Regions from separate parts of the Triticum aestivum genome. Here region 2 is linked to region 1. Evidence: chromatin contacts called from public HiCAR-type data. All regions are on one chromosome and are shown on one strand. The core of a region is the stretch at or near the end of the contact, and the rest is flanking DNA. Distances in the headings are between cores, read along the strand shown.

Region 1 (2,722 bases), core at 130-2,629:
GCGGGAAGAAGAGCCAGAAGGCCGTCACGAGCACGAATGCCAGCGTCAGCGGGGTGGCCACCAGCCGCGGCGGGCGCCACCACGCGTCGTGCCTCGCCCACCACGCCTCCGCCACCGCGCACGCGCCGTGCAGCGTGAAGAAGGCCGTCGCCTCCCCGGTGGGCGGCCGCAGCGTGATGTAGTAGAACATGAGCTCGTGCACCAGCCCGGACACCAGGAACGTCGCCAGCACCCCCGCGGCGGTGCCCAGGCGCGCGCGCACGGGGCGGTGCACGCACGGCCGGAGCACGGCGGGGACAGAGAGGTTCCAGCGCCGGCCCCAGAAGTCCCGCAGCGACGCCGACAGGTACGGCCGGTCGAACTGCGGCTCCAGATCCATGCCCAGCAGCGCGCGCGCCGCCGCGGCCGCCGACGCCAGGACCAGCTCCAGGGCCAGGTACACGTGGAACGCGTAGAGGGTGAGCAGGACGTACTGGTTCATCGCCTCCTGGTACCAGTACAGCGACACGATGACGGCGAGCAGCGCGGCCATGACGGCGGAGGAGGCGAGGTCCAGGCCCGACGACGTGCCTTGAGCCTTGTCGGGCCCGTCGCCGTGGAGCCTGACCGGGCCGGAGGCGACGGCGACAAATGCGGGGAACGGGAGGGACGGGTGGAGGGGCCCCTTGCCGGCGGCGAGGCGGAGGAGCTTGAACTCGGCGAGCCAGGCGAGGAAGAACCCAGAGATGGCGCGCGGGTGGATGGCGCTGAAGGCGAAGGGGAGGAACGGGAGGACGGCGAGCACCGGGAGGAACGCGGTGAGGCGGGGCAGGCCCGGGCGGAGGCGCCCGGCCGCGAAACGGACGTAGCACATGGCCGCGGTCACCGTGGCCGAGACCGCCGCCAGGCTGCGCAGGTCGCCGCCGGACATTCTTGATCGTCGTCGGCCCAGATGCGACGGCCACCGGAGGTTACCCGCGCTGCCTTCTGGTAGAGGTTTACAAGATCCAGGAGCGCGCGAGAGATCGGGAATTTCGTGGTGGTCTTCTTCGAGTCAACGGTGTAAGCTCAGTTGGGAGATGGAAGCACGATAATTGGCTCATTTTTATTTTCTTCTTTTGGCTGCCCCGCCGCTGTCATCATTTTTTTTTGAGGTGACGCTGTCATCATTTTATAATGTTGCGGTTTCGCCAGAACCAAACGTCCAAAGGGAAACATGCTAGTGGTAATATGCTAGCCCACCCAACAGCCCAAGTGGATTGAAACAAGAATGGGGCATAGCCAACGACGTGATTGAAGCAGATGGTTGAGGCGATCAACAACTCCTCCTGGAGCCATTATCCCTCAATGGAGTTTTCTTGAGAGAGATTAAAGCTTTGTTTTGAATAGTTTGGATTGCTCACCACATGTGTCATGTGGTGAGAGATCAAAGCTTTAGCCCTTTTGAATGAATGGAATGAGGATTTCTAGTTAAGGAGAAAACACAGCGCAAGTGCATCTCATTGCCAGGGCCCCACGGGTTGTACGGTGAATTGCTGATTCGCCCCCAAATTCAAACGCCCATACAGAGGAGTGAAGCCTGAACGCTAGTGGTAGTGGATTATGCCCGCTTGCAAAACTTGTACACGGCAAACACCAAAATAAACATAGATCATCGAGCAAACAAAAGCGCCAAGTTCACCTTTACACGCTGCACGCATGGGTTTATTTATTGTAACACCAACAGTCAGGCAGGCAGATGGTGTGTCCTTTATGATGCTAATGGCGATGCTTAGCTAGCTGCAATGGCGGGCGGAGACTGGGGCAGTGCTCCATGACCTTGAGGCTCAGCCATAGCAGCGGATGGGGTCGGAGCAGCGCTTCTTGGCGGACTGGCCGCCCTTCTCCAGGTACTGCTGGTGGTAGTCCTCGGCCGGGTAGAACCTCCTCGCCGGGAGGACCTCCGTCACGATCTTCTCCTTCCACTCTCGCTGCTTCTCTGCCAGCGACTCCCGCGCCTGCCGCTCCTGCTCCGCCGTGTAGTAGTAGATGCCCGACCGGTACTGCGTCCCGACGTCGTTGCCCTGAAGTGCAACGACAAATTGGTTTGTAAACCATGTGCGGAGGCCAAATGCTGCTAACATGCAGTAAAACCATAGCAAAACGGGGAGACACTGAAGATTTGTTATGTCAGATCAACAACTTGAGGGAACTCTCAGAATTTGTGCATATCGTGAGAAAAGTTTATGAAAGGAGACAGTAATGTTGACAGTGCATCGGAAATCTCAGAGGACTATGGATCGATCACATTAAAAAGTGTATACGATGAAGTGTGTAGTGAATTTTCCTATCCGCCGAGGCAATACAATGATCCTTTTAGCTATTTCAAAATATTGACTACATACATATTAAAATGAATGAACATACCTACTAAAATATGTCGAGTCTAGATACAAACGAATCAAGAAAAGGCTTAAAAGGCCTTATATACTCTTTGACCACAAGAATCCCCTTTGAGATTGAAATCGTCTACTTTATCTTAAATAAAAGTATTTCGTTCCGAAGAAGAGAGAATATTCGCTCCTCTGTATTAACGAGCCAGATAACTACGCGAACCAACTAATCACTGAGAATAAGTCAACCCTCAACCCCGTGCCAGGTCCATTGAACCATGCGACACCGGCGACGAGATCTGCACCCGAAGTTCCCAACGGCGGCCGCCGGCTTGGCCGGCACACTATGCGCTCCAACTTACGGCAAGAGC
Region 2 (2,722 bases), core at 93-2,592, 200 kb after region 1:
CAATTTTATCCATGGACATGGATACCCATGGATATCCAACCCGAATGGATAGGGTTTGGATATGCTTTTGCGCCCATGGGCAGCGCCCAAACCCGACCCGATTACTCGTGGATAGGACATGGACATAATCTTGTACCCATGGATATATCCAAACCCGACCCGATCGTCTGACTTAACGAGCAATATTCTGCAACACCTACCCCATATTCACATGTCCCACTATAATTTTATCATTTATCTAAAACATCCAAAAGAAATTACACAATCCCTACCGTAACATACTCCAACACACCTTCTCATCCTATTATCTACACTAATTAAATGACTTGTTGTTGAGAATCGGTGCCATCTCCTTGAGTTACTCCTCTCATAGCCCTAGAGGTGGCCGCCGCTGCCAGCCGCTACCCCCACGTAAGGTGGATCGCTGCAGCAGCCACTATTGGCCTGCGACAACCCAGCTCCATATCTCCTTGACCCCTCCGTCTTTGCTTTTCCACACACGCATTGATGCATGGCCGCAACAGTGGGACAACACAAGGGCTATGACTGCATGGCGGGGAGTGAGCACGCCAATGCAGAGTGCACATTGTGCAATGAATTATGTCTTATGTATAGGTCTTGAGAGGACCCGATGGATATCCAATGGGTATGGATATCCATCGGATTTGGACATGGTCATAATTTTTCGCCCATGGATATTTCATGGATGGGCTGGGACTGCCTTCATGAATATGCATATAGATTTGATATTGTTCAACCCGATCCAAACCCGACCCATTGCCATCCTTAGCTCTAACGTTTCATTCGCTCCGGAGGTGCCTTCCCGGGAATGTTTGCCAGCTATTGCCGTATAGAGGAGTACCAAAGAAAAGCTGGGCCCCACTATTATTTACATCTCAAAAATTACACTAGGCCATAATATACCAACACTATACAAGTATAGTATTTAAACGCATTAGCATGTGGCCTGAGAAAAGAAGACATTGCGCAATCACGTCTGCGTATGTAGTATGAAGATAAAGTTCCGTCTCCGAGAAAGTTGGCAATAATAATTAAGAACTTCCGAATTCTGATCAATACCGCGTTTGGTATGAATGAATCCGATTATAAATAAACAAATTATTAAATATGAAGAAACAAAACGTGGATCCGTGTCATCAACTCCACACCCGAAACCATTTTAAAAGATGAACTCCACACCCAAAAAGTGACAAAACGCCGCCAAACACCCAACAGCTCCGTTCCCTTTCCGCACCCAGACTGGTGGCGCACGAAGCCCCTACGTGGCCCGATCGCGGTCGTCGGCTCAGCCCGGCTCAACCACTGCCGGTGGTTTCCCACCGTCGGCGTCCCCTCAGATCACCTCGCTGACTGAGATCCTCCTCCCCGGAGTCAAATCCTCATCAGCCTCGACGCATCAACGGCGGCGATTAGCTAATGATTTCCGTCCGTCCAGAACGACGCGGCCCGCTCCCAATGATCATCCCGTCCCATTGTTCCCGTTGTTCCCGTTGCCCGTGAGTTGACGATAGCTGTGCACGCACTGTGCTACACGTCGTCGTCGGCTACCTTTGTCCACGACACTATATAGCTGTCGCTGAGCTCGAGACTTCCTCTCATTCTCTTTCTACATCGCCCGGTCCGAGATCCATCTGCTCCGTTTCTTGGGCTTCTCGGTGCTCTGGTGCTCTGCTACGCGTCCCGTTGCCCTTGTCGACCAGGAGAATTCGGAGGCTTCGCGAGGGTACTAGCTAGCTGGAGTTTGGAAGCGATCAAAATGACGATCTGCGCGGGCGTCGATTCCTACCGGGCGTCGCCGGCGGACATGCGGGTCGTGACGTCGGACGGGCAGAGCATCGCCGCGCATTCCTACATTCTTGTAAGCCACTTTGCCGCTTATATTAGATTTATGCGGCGGATCTTGCTTTTTTGAGTGTTCTTGAATCGTTGGCTAATTCCAAATCGGGCGGCGATATGCAGGCCTCGGCGTCGCCGGTGCTGGAGCGGATGATCGACAGGGCGCAGCGCGGGTGGGGCGCCGAGTGCACCATCCCCGTCCTCGGCGTCTCCTTCGACGCCGTCCACGCCTTCATCCACTTCCTCTACTCCTCCAAGTCCAAGGTGGTGCCCGCGGAGGAGGAGGCGGTGGGCGCGAACTGGACGCAGCTGCTGGCGCTGGCGCACGCGTACCGGGTGGGGTGGCTGAAGCGGGCGGCGGAGGCGGCCGTGTCGGCGCGCCTGACGCCGGAGCGCGCCGTGGACATGCTGAAGCTGGCGAGGCTCTGCGACGCGCCGCGGCTGTACATGCGGTGCGCGCGCCTCGCGGCCAAGGAGTTCGCGGCCGTGGAGCAGTCCGACGGGTGGCGCTTCGCGCGGCGCCACGACGCCGCGCTGGAGCTCGAGCTCCTCACGCTCCTCGAGGACGCCGACCAGCGGAACGAGCGTTGGGCGCGCGAGAGGGCCGCGCAGGAGGCGTGCCGGCAGCTCGGTCAGGCCATGGCCTCCCTCGAGCACATCTTCCCCGGCGAGTCCGGCGCCAAGGCCGCCTGCGCGGACGCGGACGCGCCGTGCGCGAGGGCGGGGTGCACGTGCCGGGGCCTGCAGGTGCTGATGCGGCACTTCGCGACGTGCGCGAGAAAGATGGCGCCCGGCGGGTGCGCGCGGTGCAAGCGCATGCTGCAGCTGTTCCGGCTCCACGCCTCCGTCTGCGACCGGCCGGACC

The links. HiCAR-type assays count read pairs that join an accessible place to other places.
Region 2: a HiCAR-type map of leaf shows a contact between it and region 1, with 5 times the contacts expected there. The contact joins the promoter of LOC123189551 here to the promoter of LOC123189549 in region 1. A contact is called at or near these places in 1 of 5 Hi-C or Micro-C datasets (leaf) and 1 of 1 datasets of contacts at active chromatin or transcription factors (leaf).

The regions. Positions count from the first base shown.
Region 1 is chr2A:582,327,725-582,330,446 of IWGSC CS RefSeq v2.1, forward strand. It overlaps LOC123189549 (probable long-chain-alcohol O-fatty-acyltransferase 5), which reads right to left and starts at 1,380. Exons shown (of 1, transcript XM_044601991.1): 1 at 1-1,380. The coding sequence starts at 910. It overlaps LOC123189550 (peptide methionine sulfoxide reductase A2-1), which reads right to left. Exons shown (of 2, transcript XM_044601992.1): 2 at 1,621-2,042. The coding sequence ends at 1,806.
Region 2 is chr2A:582,529,228-582,531,949 of IWGSC CS RefSeq v2.1, forward strand. It overlaps LOC123189551 (BTB/POZ and TAZ domain-containing protein 2), which reads left to right and starts at 1,343. Exons shown (of 3, transcript XM_044601993.1): 1 at 1,343-1,879; 2 at 1,981-2,722. The coding sequence starts at 1,778.